5 separate regions of the Mus musculus genome follow, and regions 1, 2, 4 and 5 are each linked to region 3. The links are chromatin contacts, called in public Hi-C and HiChIP or PLAC-seq maps. All regions are on one chromosome and are shown on one strand. The core of a region is the stretch at or near the end of the contact, and the rest is flanking DNA. Distances in the headings are between cores, read along the strand shown. Region 1 has its middle 58 kb from the start of Rgs1. Region 2 holds the start of Rgs1 (regulator of G-protein signaling 1). Region 3 overlaps Uchl5 (ubiquitin carboxyl-terminal esterase L5). Region 4 has its middle 19 kb from the start of Rgs1. Region 5 overlaps Rgs13 (regulator of G-protein signaling 13).

Region 1 (2,700 bases), core at 56-2,555, 500 kb after region 3:
TTCCAGGTGATGTATGTGCTCACACTAAAAGATTTGCAGCTAGGGTCCACAAAGAAGAAAGGACATGTGACATTTGTCTTTCTGGGCCTGGGATCACTCAGTATAGTACTTTCTAGTTGCATCCATTTACCTGTGAATTTCATGATTCAGTTTTCTTTACAGATGGATAGGATCCAATTGTGTATATATACCATATTTCATTATTCACTTGTCAGTTGAAGGATATGCATTTAGTTGTTTTCATTTCCGATCTATTGTGAGTGGAAATGAACATGACTGAGCAAGTATCTCTGAAGTGGGTTGTTGAGTTCTTTGGTTATCAGCTCATTTGTTGATTCAGCCTTGTAAAGAAGAGCAGAAAACCAGAAATATCAAAACAATCTTTATAGACATCGTAGTGATCTCTGAATATGAAATCTCAGACCTGGCTCTGCTCCTGCCCTGGCAGCTACTGCCATAGAGGGAGTGTTTCAGAGAGTGTACTGGGGTTTCTCTCCTTAGGAATCCTTCCAGTCCTTGAGGCACAGTCAGAGGAATGCAGGACTCTACAGGCTGTGTTTTATGGGTTGCTATGGAACTGTCTAAATATTATGAGCAATGCAGCAGCATACGGCAATGCAGTGGAATTAGGGCAACTAGAAAACATCTTCATACCTTTGAAATGTAAGCTGCTGATTTAAGAGACCAGAATGAGTGCATTAAAATAAACAAATTAGTCTTTATTGCACTGTTAGACTCAGAGTGAGGATATAAATCTGAGACTTCCAAATAGCTTTTCATCTAAGGTGATGCATGTACACCCAACAAGGAAAAGCACAGCAGGCCAATGAAAGGCAGGAGGACTTGGTAGCTCCATGAATCTAAATCATAACATTAGCATTACACATAGAACTAATTTAATGTCTCCCTGCAAAGGTAAAGTAGGAGGTAAATAACATAACTGTGGACCATGTCAGTCACACAAGTTTCTGAATTCTGACTCTATAGTGTGTCCTGAAATCCCCAATTCTTAGTTTCTCAAGGTTGTGTGTTTGACTCTTTCTCAGATTCCAGTAACTGTTTATAAACCTTAGTTCTAAGTTTTCAATCAGAAGTTCCCTACCATAGAACACATTGCTCTCTTCCTCTCAGTCTACCAGGTGGGGTTCATTTAAAGAATTGCAATTCTTTATGAATAACAGTTCTGTGAATGCTGCTTTCTTCTTCAGACTCTGCCGAAGCCTGCTTCCTCCCTAAATGAACACTGCTAATCTGAAAATTCAAAATGCACCCAGCGCAGAGGCCCACGTCAGTCACAAGCTGCAGCGCGCGAACAGGAACTAATTGCTTTGTGGTTTTTCTTGTTTTCAATGCCTTTTGCTTCTCTTCTGTAGACAGTTGCTACTGAATAAGCTTTTTTCCCTTCATTTCTTTTGACAAAAGAGGGGGGGTAAAACACCTCACAAGTCTTTGCCTCTACTGTAAAGTTCAACTTTTAACAGATAAACATTTTATTTATTTTTCTTTCCTTTTTTTTTTTCTGATCCTGTCCCCCCCCCCCCCAATAAAAAATTTACAAGTATAGAAACTTTACTTCACAGAAAGAGGGGGCAGTCTCAATATGTAGGTAGGTTTCAGGAGCAGTGGAAACCTACACTAGACCAGTTCCTGTTGTCTAGTTTCTCTTACACACTGTTCAGGAGTTAAGGAGTCCCCCTCCCCCTACTCCTTGCTTCTATTTTCTCTTCAATTCCTTGCAATCAATCAATCAATCAATCAATGTTCTAAAAGTAAGTTTAAGTGTTGTTTTGTTGCTACCAGCTGAATATTCTCATCTGAAAAATAGCTTTAAGAGTCTAGTAAGTCTCAAGAATGAAGTCTAACAGGTAGACGGGATGTAAAAATATGATGAGAGGAAGGTTGTGTAAGAATTATTTTCAGATGTGAAACCACCCCCTTTTCTTTCTTCAGTTTGTATAATGCATGAATGCCAGGAAAATAGGATCCAAGTTCAACTACAATCTGGAATAAACCTAGCAAGGCCAGGAAGCCATCCATTTCTACCGCAGTCTTGGTACCACCTTATATCTGATATTGTTGAAAGGGATGACTCAGTAACCTAATCATGAAGCAGGTTCTGTTGCAGAGGCTGTCACTGCACTTCATGTGCAAAGGCTTTGTGTCTATGAACTCTGTATAAAGTTCATTTTCTTCAATATCAAGTAAGAAATGGGAGTGTAATAGACAGGTATGAAAAAAAACCAAACTTCGTTTTATTTATGGTCCAGTGAGAAGTTTAGAAACACTGTCTTCCCCTTCCTCCAATAAAGCACAAATTAAAGTTAATATAAAGTGTTTTAAATGTCTGATGATTGTGCTAGAGGTATTAGTGTTAGAAATGCGGTCAAAGGGGGAGAGTTATCAGCAAACAGATAGAAATCCAGCAGGTCTGAGAGAGCAGCTCTGTGGTCTTCCGATGTGTCAGCGACCTCAGTGAGGCACAGGTTTTACTGAGTGGACAGAAAATGCCTCAAACTTGTTTCTCAGTTGCTGGATTTCTGAAGAAGGAAGTAGGTTAGTCAACCATGTCATCTATGACACACAGATAACAGACGTTCTGTATGCTTCATTGAGTGATGGCTTGCATGCTGTACCTTCGTACTTTGGGGAGACCTGTCTTAACACTATCCTTTTGGCAAAACATTGTTATCTTTGGTGGTT
Region 2 (2,700 bases), core at 108-2,607, 450 kb after region 3:
CTGAGTCATATTGTGAGGAAATTATGAATGATTCAAGAACTAAAATACTTCATTTTTGCATACTTGCTTTTCTTCCTTTGATAACATACATTAATCATCCATCCAACTTATTAAATTATCAAGCTGACCCCAAAACAATGGATAGATAGGAATACTTACTCTGGTTGGCAAGGAGTTTTTCCAGAGACTGAGACCACTGCATTACTTCTTCAGCAGAAAGTCTACAGTTAACAAAAATAATCTAAATTAATAAACTAGTTTTGGAAATCCCACTTGATTTAATAATGGCTACTACATATTGATAACTAAAATTTTTTGTTATGACTTCTATTATTACTTTTATGAATAAAGTTCCTTTTAATCACCATAGTTATGAAAAAAATCTGTCAAGACAGTTAAAATCTAAGTGGATAAATTAGAAAAACACAAATAGAAAACTGATGTGGACATATTAATAATTAATGTTCATTGGCTCTAATATGGGCTAATCTTGTTTGGCTTGTTACCTAAAAGAAATTAACTCCATTGCATGCAGTATTTTTATATGCCTTTTTAAAGTCCAAGGCTTCACTCAAGTCCCCTGCCCATCCCCCTGTCTCAACCTCCAAGTACTGGAATTACAAGAGTAAGCTGGCATGCCTAGACACATGAAGTATCAGTATCATTTGAAGACAACAGTTAGCTTCTAGGATGCTTAGACACTTAGAATATTTCAATATATTCAGTACATACATGTCTTTGGACTTGGCCGATTTCATCCCAGATTCCAGATGTGGGATCATCGATCTCAGGTATGTTTTCACGTCCATTCCACTACAAAAGACACCAAAAATTCATAATTCTCTACAAGAGTTCCCCTTATCTATGAAAAGAACATGAAGCAAACATATCTGAGGAGGAAGGTAATAATAAGACTAGCTAACACAATATTTTAGTATGTTAAAATAGAACTCATTTTTATGAACAACGTCTAGAAAGATTTCCCCAGACTTTCTGGTAACATGATTTATTTTCCAATAAAACTGACTCTCACTTATAAGTCACAGGAGGTAATTGCTCCGCTCTCCATAAACCAAATGCCAGCACTCACGTCCACTTATTCCTACTCCTTTGGCCATAAAAGATAATCAAAGAGACACACTGAAGGAACTTACAAAGTCTTTGGCCTTTTTTTCTGCTTTTTGTCGTCTAGAAGAGAATGGCTGTGTTCTTTCGAATCCTTTGGGCTAGCAGAAAAGAACATTCCTGGCATTTTGTTCAACCTTGGCATGGAGATGGCTGCCGCTCTCATGGTCTTCTCAAAACGAGTGAGTGTCTGTTAGTCTACGACTGCTGCTTTATATAGCGTAAGGCAGACAGGGCACTTGCTGTTCAGGGAGTCTGTTTATCAAGTGATGTTACCACAGGCACGGAAGTTCCTCCTTTCTTGGTGTGTCGTGACGTGTATCTTGAAGAAAAAAAAGTGTACAGGGATGTCTTGTGGTTGAAACTCAACTGAATGAGAGCAGGTCATTTGATTAGGAAGGCAGGAACAAAATTATGCACACACATGCACAAACACACACACACACACACACACACACACACACACACACACAGACACACACAGATATATAGAAGGGGGCCATACACATCTCTGGAGGAAAGGAAGTATCAGCCTTTAGTTTGAGTTAAAACTTTCTTTTTTTTTTCCCTTGAAAACTATATGTTCTGGTCAATGTTACATTTGCTATATTTTCTGTATCACGCAGAAATTCAACAGTAGAGTCCTATCCCTCCCTTCACCTTGATGCTTGGGGTAGTTCTGGAGTATAAAATCATCTGATCACAATGTTTTTTCTCCTTTCTTAAAAATTAAAAGTAGATTTCCTTGTCATATAGTATACTCTGATTACAGCCCCCCCCCTTTAGTTTCTTCTGGCTTCTTCACAATATTTTAAGAGTTCTTCACCACTGCCACCCATATGAAGCAGTATAAGATTAATGTTTTTTTTATACTGACTACTCTGTATCTATCTGGTAAGATGGAGACCTATGGGAGGCTGTCTACACCACTGTGGTGTCTGGAATCTTGCCCATCATTTCCATCACAAGGAACATTCTTGTTAGAATTTTCCAAGGTGTGTACAAAATATTCTACCAGTGACACATAAGATGACCTTAAGGAGCATTCTGTTTTTTAATGCTACTTCTATAATTAGACTATAAGTGATGTGTCACTGTAATTGTGTTCAATAATTAAGATGGCATGGTAAAATTAAAGAAAACCTATGAATAAAAGTGTACCTAACATACAGACCTTACATAATGATAAAGATACCAATCTTTAAAAATAAAGTATCTGAGGGAAAATTCAAAGTAAACTCAGAATTTGTTTGAATAAGTCAATCATTTGTACTAGTTAGGATATAATAATTGAATTTTTTGAAATATCTCCAGAGAGGAAAAATCTAGCTTTAATTGAGATGATTACATTACAAAAATCATTACTCATTGATAAAAATCATGTATCAGAGCAGAGATATTAATGCAATATAACATCTTACAGAGTTTATACAAGATGCATACTATGGCACTTTATAGGATGGCCAACTTTACTTTGGGCAGATTGAATTTTGCCTCTCAATAGAGGGTAGCCTTTATCATAGAAACTTTTGGTGGAATTAGGTAAATTTGACTTAAAAAAAAGAGAGGCATATT
Region 3 (2,700 bases), core at 59-2,558:
TTAAAACAAAAACAGGTATCGCCCCACTACTGTATCAGCCCATAATTCTTAATGTTTACAACACAGGTTGTTCTGTATTAAAACAGTTTTTTTCTTTAAACAAAAATAAATTTTTATTGTTAATAACTGAAATAATAAGTTTTTTTCCTTAGCTAATTTTGTAAAATTTTGCCTTGATACCAGGATTTAGAACTAGAATGGACATTGATGGGGATAAAAGAATAGTTTGGCTAGCACACAGGTTTCTTATTCCTAATCTAGAATCCTTCCCACTGAGGGATAACTAACAAATAAGTGGAAAATTCTGATTTCTAAGATTTATTCTTCAGTGTTAAGCACTTAATAAAATATTCAAGGAATAAATGAGTTACAGTTAAATTGTTTATACGTTTATATTGTAAATCAGCATTTCTGAAAATGACCATCTCTGGATGCTCTTTAAATTACATGTTACCTGGCCCCCTCCCCAGATATTCTCATGTAGGGGAAAGAATCTTTAATAAGTTTCCCAAGTGATTCTAATGCAACTGATCTGTGTACCACATTTTGAGAAACACTTTGAGAAGACACTACTAGGCAAATAAAAATTTGGACCATTAATTTAAAGACAAGAATACATGGTAGGTATATTTTTCTTATTGATTTTAAAGTGTACAAAGCAAACATACATTTTGTCCCAGATATTTCATACTATAAATATAAAATAATACTGAGATTTGAATTCATAATATATTTGTGTTTGCCTTATTACCTGAGACATAGGACTCACTTTTTAGCATTAACTTTAAACTTACTGTAGAAGACTGGTAACTCCTCTGTTCATGCTCCTCGGGGTGCTCTGAGATGGGAAACTGAGTTTCAATCTTGTATTAACAACTTGAAGCCTGTGATCCTCAAACTGTTATAGGACATCTGGATGGTTTTCTTGGAAGCACTATGAACTCTTTCTGTTGTAAAACTACTAAGTAGTGATGGGTGTGGTGTGCACACCCATGATCTTAGTCCTTGGAAGCTGAGGCACGTGGATTCAGAATTCAGAGGCATTCGGAATACAGTTTCTCATTGAAACTTATGGACAGATTATCACTTTATTCAATGCAAACGGTTCTTTAAAGTTTGTTTTAAAATGCGGTATTTTTGTGTAGACTAGGAAAAAGTTTGGTGTGATTTTTTTTTTTTTTTTTTTTTTTTTTTTTTAAATTGTCCATGACTGTATTCCCCAAATGATGATGGTGGTTTTGTGAGCTTAGAGTAAACCTTTGTAAAGACTGTTTTGGACACAAGGTGGCAGTATATGAATATGTAATGTTAGTGTAACCGGCTCTGTTGAGAGCTTTCTGTTGGCAGTTTTTTAAGGAAGGTAGTTATTGACTGTCTAGACTACCTAGTTTGTAGCAGGTTTTATCCTGTAATATTATACAAACGGTGTATATTTATTGTTTCTACCTGTACAGTGCTAACTTCTAGGTTTTGAGGGTATTTGGATTTAACATTTGATTGAAATGTTTTAAATTGTTCATCTCATTTGTCTAGCTGCAAATTATATTCTAGACATTTTGTTATGATGTAAATCTCAAACAACTTGTGGCATGGGTTGGCAAGGAATGAAACAATTATAGCCTGCTGCATAGTATCTTGAGATTAGTTCAGCACAAAGTCGTGAAAAATTTCAGACAAACAGTAAGTTCTAAATAATTTTCTTAGCAAATGTATTTTTGTAATCCTTTTGTGAAAAAAAGAAAAAAAAAACTAAAGAAGTTATACCACTTTGGAACTCTGTGCTAATAAACGAAGCAAATTGAAAAGCAGGTAAAATAGATTATATTTTAAAATTAAACACAATAAAAAGCTGTCAAGGAATTTCTTAATCATGATACTTTCAAGAACAATTATGTATAGAATCTAGACTTGGATTTGGACTTGGAATATATGGAATTTAGTTGGTTGGTTGTTCCCCCAGCCCTCCTTTAAGGAAACTGGCTATTACAGTGTGAAAGGGGTAGGAGGAACCACACAGAAAGGATGTGCCTCTTAGTGGTGGTAGATGCCACGTCTATCTGAAGTTGGACTTTGACTGAGACAGCTGTCTATATAGTCAATGGTGAAAGTAGTTGGGGCAAAAAATTTTCACTATATTGAATAAAAAGCAAAAGACAACTAATTTTCCCTTGGTCTTGTGACTCTAGTGATATAGAGTAAAATTTAATGGTTTTGTTATATGAGAGTTGTATACATTGCTCAGGAGGCAATCTAAAAATAGTTGTAAATCTTATTGTACCATAAACCAAATCTGTCCTCTGAAACATAAAATTAGCTAGATTAAGATTCTATTTGTGAGTCCTCTACACTCACAATACTGTAAGAAATTCAGTTTCAGCATATGTGTGTATATATACATATACACATGTATGCATACTTCTAAATCATTGTCTATTTCACCTCTTTAAACTTCTGGTCCTTATTATGTAAAACCATGAATGTAGTTGATAAAGGGATACAGATGAATTGAATTTAGACTCAATTGATAGTAAGTAGCTGATCCTTAAACCAACTTCTGTCTCTTAAAGAAGTAGGACGATCACAATAATTTTGTTAATTTTAGTAAACATTTTGTAAACTATAAAGACCAATAGCAAAATACTAAATACTTTCCTCTTTTTTTCTTTACATTGTTAATTGAATTTCCATTGTAACTGAAAT
Region 4 (2,700 bases), core at 141-2,640, 460 kb after region 3:
TCCTCCTCCTCTGCGTTCTCTCTCTCTCTCTCTCCCTCTCTCTCTCTCTCTCTACTTTCCATTCGACCTTCCCTTTACCTGCCCGATTATCAGCTATTCTTTATTTTACAAATTAAGGTGGGAAGCAGGTTTATAGGAAATCACCTGAGTGCTGAATCATTCCTTGTTCTCAACCCCTCACTGGAGAACAGAATTAACATCAAACATAATGAGCTCCAGGGCTATCTACAACACTTCTGAATTCTCCCAGATACTCCTCCCAACTCTTTCAAATTGATAGCCTCTTTTTTCACTAATTGTTATTGCATGCATATGTATACTTTTATATGGATACATATTTCTAATTATAACCTGATGAATTCATATAATGTTACTTGTATGCATGTTTTCAGGGCCAATGATTTGGTACTGGGCAACCAATTGGTATTCTTTTCCTTGGGAAGGGTCACCTCTCCAGCTCCCAGATTTATTCAGTTGCCTACAGTTAGTGTGTAAGGTTGAGACCTTGTGGGCTATTCTCCTTGCAGTCTGACATGTTCATTGGTGTCCTTGATTAACTCATATTTGAGCAGTCATGTTGGTGAGTCTTAATGGGCCTCACTTCTGATAGGAAAAAGAATCTGACAGTAAAGTCCCTGATCATCTGGCTCTTACAATCTGTCTGCCCCTTCTTCCACAATGTCCCCTGAGCTCTAGGTGTTGGAGTCTTTTGTGGAGGTATCCATTGGGACTGGGCTCCAAAACTCAGCATAAGTTAGAACTGATTTGAATGCCCTCTCTCTGAGGACTAACTTTCCTGGGTAGCAGAAGGCACCATGCATACATCCAAAGGACTGTGCTTTTTTGATTTTTTTAAATTTATTTTTATTTTTTCATAGGGCCAAGGGCCTCTCTTCCCATTGATGCCTGAGAAGGCCATCCTCTGCTACATATATGGCTGGAGCCACAGGTCACTCCATGTTTTAAATGATGTAACAATTGTTAACAATTGCAGCTGTTTTCTTTCCACAACATTTTTGTGGACAGCTTTAAACATTCCACAATTCTTTTCTTGCCAAATGTCACATTTTTCTCTTTCTGTCCCCTCTTACTATAACCCTGAGTAAGCATACTGAGAAATAACCATGTTAGAATCTGAATTATAGCCTGTCTTGCAATTCATTCTGTCAAGTTAATTAGTTCATTACTTTTGAATTCAACCTCAATTAAGATTTTGGGACAGAGGCAGAATGCAGTGAGATTCTTTGTCCAAATAGAACTTCATGGCTAACAGCCCAATAACCAACAGAGTCTTTGTTTCCTTCCATAATTAATTACACCAGGCCTCTCTGCTCATATCTGTCTCAACATTCTGGACTTCCTAAATCCCACCAGACTGAGTCATTTAACTCTGCTTACACAGCATTTAGAGGCTTCCTTGTAATTTTTGTTTTCATTGAAAAGCATGTGCCACTCCACCCTCCAGCTGGGTTCTGAAGATTTAAACACAGATTCTCATGCTTGTAAAACAAATTCTTTTACACACTGAGCCACTTCCTTAGGCCAGTCTAGGTCTGCATTAGCTCAAAGTTGCCATTGCTTTCCTAGTCATCCCACAGACCAGGTCTAAATGCACATGTGTGGCAGAATTTGGTGTGTCACAGCAACAGTTCCGTTTTTCAGTGACACTTCTCTCTATGTGACTTTTTCTTGCTGCTGTAACAAAATGCCAGAAAAAAAAGCAATTCACGAGCTTCTTTTGGCTTATTGCTTAAAGATCAGACCATCAAGGCAATGAAGGCATGGCAGCAGGAGCATGAGGCAGGATGCACAGCCTGGAAGCAAAGTGAAGTGAGTGCCGTTCCTCCACTGGCTTTCTCCTCTGGATTTAGTCCAAGAGCCACAGAATGGTGGTACCCACTGTTAGTGTAGGTCTTTTCATCACAATACCTCACAGAGATATTCAGAGGACTGTCTCCCACATAAATATCTGTTGGGAGCAACCCTGTTTGAATGATAACTGCCTTGTCAGCCATAAGTTCTTACTTACAAAGTCTTGGCCTTAGTGGAAAAGTATTAGCTTAGTTGAGATTTCTGTGAGAAAAAGTTGAGGCCTCTATGGGAAAGTATTACCCCCAGTTAAGAACAAATAGCTATAGATCTTGTGGACATGTACCTAGCAACCCATTCTCTTCTGTTCCTCCTGCTGAACTTTTTACCTAGCCAATATCCTGCTCTTGGGAACAGGTGCGATCTCCCAGAAACAAAGCGATTCTGCGTCATCCCCCTCCCCATACCCTGCTTCTGTGGACATAAAACCTGCCTGGGAATAATAAAAAGTTGATAGCTTGATCAATCAGACTTGCTGTCTGTCCTTATGTTTCTCGCCTCTCATTCTCTCCACAAGTGGTTCCCCAGACCCTGTTCAACTGTTCTGCCGGCCAGGACAAATATCTACCCTGTCAAGTTGACAGTTTAACTTTCAGATCTAAGGTTTTCATTGTGTCTTTAGGACTAATCTCACATCTCTGACATGTTTCAGTGTTATGCTCTCTAATCCTTTCAAGTTGTTCTTGGTTCCTCTAAGTTTCATCCAAGAAAGTGCTTATCATCGATATTGAAATAATACTGAAACAGAGTGAGCCTCTGTAAACCGTGCTGTTATCTTTCTGTATGACCTAGTCTTTTGTTGCTCTTCCTGCTCAGAATATCTGCTGTGTT
Region 5 (2,700 bases), core at 50-2,549, 340 kb after region 3:
AGGTGTCTTTGAAAAATATGCACACAGCTTTTAGTTTCTACTGATTGATTTCCAACACTATGGTGAGTCCATATTATGAAGAAATTAATCTCAATAAAAGACCAATTTTATAGTCCAATGACATTGTAAATGTAAAAAAAATCCACATATCTTAAAAGCTTACAATTATCCCAAAGATTTAACATGTAGAAGACGTATGTGATATAGGTTAAGTGACCTTCTAAGGTCAATCATGGACATGCTGCTGGGAAAATTTTATAGCTAAATTTCTTCTTAATATCATATTAATACACTATGATTAATATATACTGATTATGTTAAAATTCAACAAATTATAATATGACTTATATGTTTATATACTAATTCAAGATATTCTGAGCATATCTATAGAATATATAAAGACAAAATTCATGGAGCAATGGTTTCAAAACCCGTTATTTGTGCTATGACTGCCAATTTTTTTAATGAAAAATATCATTAGTTGCCTACTATAGCAAAAATGTTATAGTGCTTATATGATAAGAGGAAGCTGATTTTTTTCTTCTCTGTTAATTCCTCTCTGTAAGGATGCTATAAATTGTGTCACAGCATCTGGGAGCTTTTTAGGTTTGGAATGACTTTCCCTTGGGAACTAGAGATCAACTCAGGACTTGGTTTCTGTTTCCTTTCTCCCTTCATTCTCATCTTGTGTCTTTTTCTAAATTCCATTAGCACTTGCAACATGCCATCTTCCATTTAAACTTCTGTGTAGTAATCAAGAGCTTTGGGATTGAACAGTTTTCAGGAGTTGTTGGTACATTTCAGACTTTAAAAATCTGGGGTAAGAATCCATTTCCATGTGCATGTATACAATCTTCTGAGCTTCTTCAAAGCATGTTTGAGTGGGTTCACGAATGCTTTTGATGATAGCTTCCCGTGTTGTACTGTCGATGTTAATCTGAAAAATAAAATTGTAGGTTAAGCACAACAAATGCCTATGCCCGCAATGGAATGCTTTCATCTACTACCCTCTTTCTCAGAGTAACAGGATAGTTTAGGCTCAATTTTCCAGAGGTATTTAAAAAGACTTTTAAGAAATGAAGTCCTCACTCTTTTTAAAAGTAAAAATCTATAATTAGCACCCAGGGAAAGAATGAAAGCATGAAGTCTGTGACCAGGGAACTCTAGAAACCTCTGCTTCCTTGGGACATGCCAGTGGTTTGCTAGTGGTAGTCTGCAAACATGGAAGTCTATGGACTGGAGGGATCTTCTTTAAAGAAAAAAAGGAAGTTGGTGGCTGTTTTAAAATTTACTCTACTTAGTAGTCACAAATGCTGTGTTAGCCAACCAAGTCCTGAAATAGGAAGCAAATGAGGAGAAGTGAAGACATAGAGGGGAGAAGTGGTTATCTCAGAAAACTAAAAATTTCCAGAAGGGTTTTTGGGAATCGTTGAATAATATAGGGTTATGCTGAGAAATAGATATCTCCTGTGCTATCCTCCACCCTTGCATTTAACATGAATTGTAAGTTTGGGAAGTCTCTCTGTCAGGAGCCTTGGGGTTAGGCAGTGTGAGAGTAGTAACGGCAACTTGGATGTCAGCTGTGGTGGCTGGATTATGCTAACGTGAAATGACTCAGAGGACCAACCTCACTGGGGTGCTCATTCATGGCATTTCAAGTTTATGATGCCCGAGAATTCTTTCCACAACCCCTTTGCTCTTTTTAACTGTTCAGGCCAGTAAGATAGGCTATTGGGTAGAGGATTGTGGACTAAACAGCTCACCTTTGAATTCTATGGTTACTACTTGATGACTCTACCACACAGGGGGATTTCATAGGTTTTGTGACTGAAAAATAACAATGGTAATTCTTAATTTATATAATTTTAGGAGATATTGGGAATGGACTATGATTAGCATGTAATGGTCTTCAAGTTAATAGTGTCTTCCAAGTGATGCCCCAACTGCCATGTCCCATTGTTACCTCTCTAGGAGACTGTGGCTGGATGTAGATATTGTAAAGCTTTTTTGCCCTAGAAATTCTGCCCCTTCGTGAAGCAATTTTCTTGTAGGTTTCACATGCCATCCAGAATTTAATGTTCTCATCACTGTGCTCCAATTTTAAATATGCTGTGTACACTATTGGGCCATCTAAAAGTAGAAAAAAATGTGATTGTTTTTATGGGTTAACAGAATTTAAACAACAATTCATACAGTTTAATACAGAAGCCCAAAGAAGAGCTCTAAAGATACAGAACAACTGGATACTCTCTAAGGTCCACACTCTCAGGTCTCTGTACATCTGAAGCATGTTCAAGGATGCCATGAGTTGGTGAAGTTACCCCTTTGTTCTGAGTCACTCAGTGGAAATTATTTGTCAGTTTAGATGTACCTGTGACAGAAAGGCCACAAGATGTCATAAGAAAGATGGCCTAGTCAGCCATCAGTGGAAAGAGAGGTGCCACAGACCCTCTGGGCCCCTTTGTCTGCGTGGAACGGGTCTCTAGTCGCGGGTGTGCAAAGCGTCAGATGAATTGACAGACAGATGCACACAGGAGAGGTTGTGTAGTATCTGAATGTAATGTCAAATCGAGCATCAGACTTTTTATACAGAAGACAATAAGGAAGTTGGGTGACACACTCGAAAGGTACAAAGAGGTTTCTGGATTCTTACATAAAACAGAGGAATGCAAACACAGAAGGTCTAACAGGAACCACCTG

What was found. Hi-C and Micro-C count contacts between places; a contact is called where the count stands out from the background. HiChIP or PLAC-seq counts read pairs in DNA pulled down with a chosen protein or histone mark.
Region 1: a Hi-C map of bone marrow-derived macrophages shows a contact between it and region 3, with 12 read pairs. The contact joins two enhancer-like sites. A contact is called at or near these places in 1 of 15 datasets of contacts at CTCF or cohesin (large pre-B cells), 3 of 484 Hi-C or Micro-C datasets (the C10 cell line, bone marrow-derived macrophages and liver), 4 of 115 datasets of contacts at active chromatin or transcription factors (Th17 cells, large pre-B cells, memory CD8 T cells and 1 more) and 1 of 9 other capture datasets (liver).
Region 2: an H3K4me3 HiChIP or PLAC-seq map of bone marrow-derived macrophages shows a contact between it and region 3, with 5 times the contacts expected there. The contact joins the promoter of Rgs1 here to the enhancer-like site in region 3. A contact is called at or near these places in 7 of 39 promoter capture datasets (the 3T3-L1 cell line, the C10 cell line, the HPC-7 cell line and 3 more), 4 of 15 datasets of contacts at CTCF or cohesin (CD8 T cells, the NIH/3T3 cell line, large pre-B cells and 1 more), 57 of 484 Hi-C or Micro-C datasets (the 63-12 cell line, the AML12 cell line, B cells and 38 more), 10 of 115 datasets of contacts at active chromatin or transcription factors (the 230-238 cell line, CD8 T cells, the HPC-7 cell line and 6 more) and 3 of 9 other capture datasets (adipose tissue, liver and macrophages).
Region 4: a contact with region 3 is called in a Hi-C map of bone marrow-derived macrophages, with 17 read pairs. The contact joins two enhancer-like sites. A contact is called at or near these places in 1 of 39 promoter capture datasets (macrophages), 1 of 15 datasets of contacts at CTCF or cohesin (large pre-B cells), 2 of 484 Hi-C or Micro-C datasets (CD8 T cells and bone marrow-derived macrophages), 2 of 115 datasets of contacts at active chromatin or transcription factors (embryonic fibroblasts and large pre-B cells) and 1 of 9 other capture datasets (embryonic stem cells).
Region 5: a Hi-C map of bone marrow-derived macrophages shows a contact between it and region 3, with 15 read pairs. The contact joins two enhancer-like sites. A contact is called at or near these places in 1 of 15 datasets of contacts at CTCF or cohesin (the NIH/3T3 cell line), 2 of 484 Hi-C or Micro-C datasets (the CH12 cell line and bone marrow-derived macrophages), 1 of 115 datasets of contacts at active chromatin or transcription factors (embryonic stem cells) and 1 of 9 other capture datasets (adipose tissue).

Annotation. Positions count from the first base shown.
Region 1 is chr1:144,305,941-144,308,640 of GRCm38.p6, forward strand. No RefSeq gene overlaps it. Among named protein-coding and RNA genes, the nearest start is that of Rgs1, 58 kb to the left of the region's middle. Within about 2 kb of position 1,306, at least 136 of the 459 cell types and tissues checked have an H3K27ac peak or open chromatin away from gene starts, as enhancers often do. A contact at or near this core is called in bone marrow-derived macrophages and microglia, where this site is marked.
Region 2 is chr1:144,247,747-144,250,446 of GRCm38.p6, forward strand. It overlaps Rgs1 (regulator of G-protein signaling 1), which reads right to left and starts at 1,358. Exons shown (of 5, transcript NM_015811.2): 1 at 1,155-1,358; 2 at 733-813; 3 at 160-221. The coding sequence starts at 1,291.
Region 3 is chr1:143,802,458-143,805,157 of GRCm38.p6, forward strand. All of the region lies in intron 10 of Uchl5 (ubiquitin carboxyl-terminal esterase L5), which reads left to right. Among named protein-coding and RNA genes, the nearest start is that of Uchl5, 27 kb to the left of the region's middle. Within about 2 kb of position 1,309, at least 8 of the 459 cell types and tissues checked have an H3K27ac peak or open chromatin away from gene starts, as enhancers often do. A contact at or near this core is called in B cells, the Ba/F3 cell line, Th1 cells and 3 more, where this site is marked.
Region 4 is chr1:144,266,626-144,269,325 of GRCm38.p6, forward strand. No RefSeq gene overlaps it. Among named protein-coding and RNA genes, the nearest start is that of Rgs1, 19 kb to the left of the region's middle. Within about 2 kb of position 1,391, at least 30 of the 459 cell types and tissues checked have an H3K27ac peak or open chromatin away from gene starts, as enhancers often do. A contact at or near this core is called in bone marrow-derived macrophages, where this site is marked.
Region 5 is chr1:144,138,747-144,141,446 of GRCm38.p6, forward strand. It overlaps Rgs13 (regulator of G-protein signaling 13), which reads right to left. Exons shown (of 6, transcript NM_153171.4): 5 at 1,964-2,130; 6 at 1-937. The coding sequence ends at 755. Among named protein-coding and RNA genes, the nearest start is that of Rgs13, 37 kb to the right of the region's middle. Within about 2 kb of position 1,300, at least 17 of the 459 cell types and tissues checked have an H3K27ac peak or open chromatin away from gene starts, as enhancers often do. A contact at or near this core is called in bone marrow-derived macrophages, where this site is marked.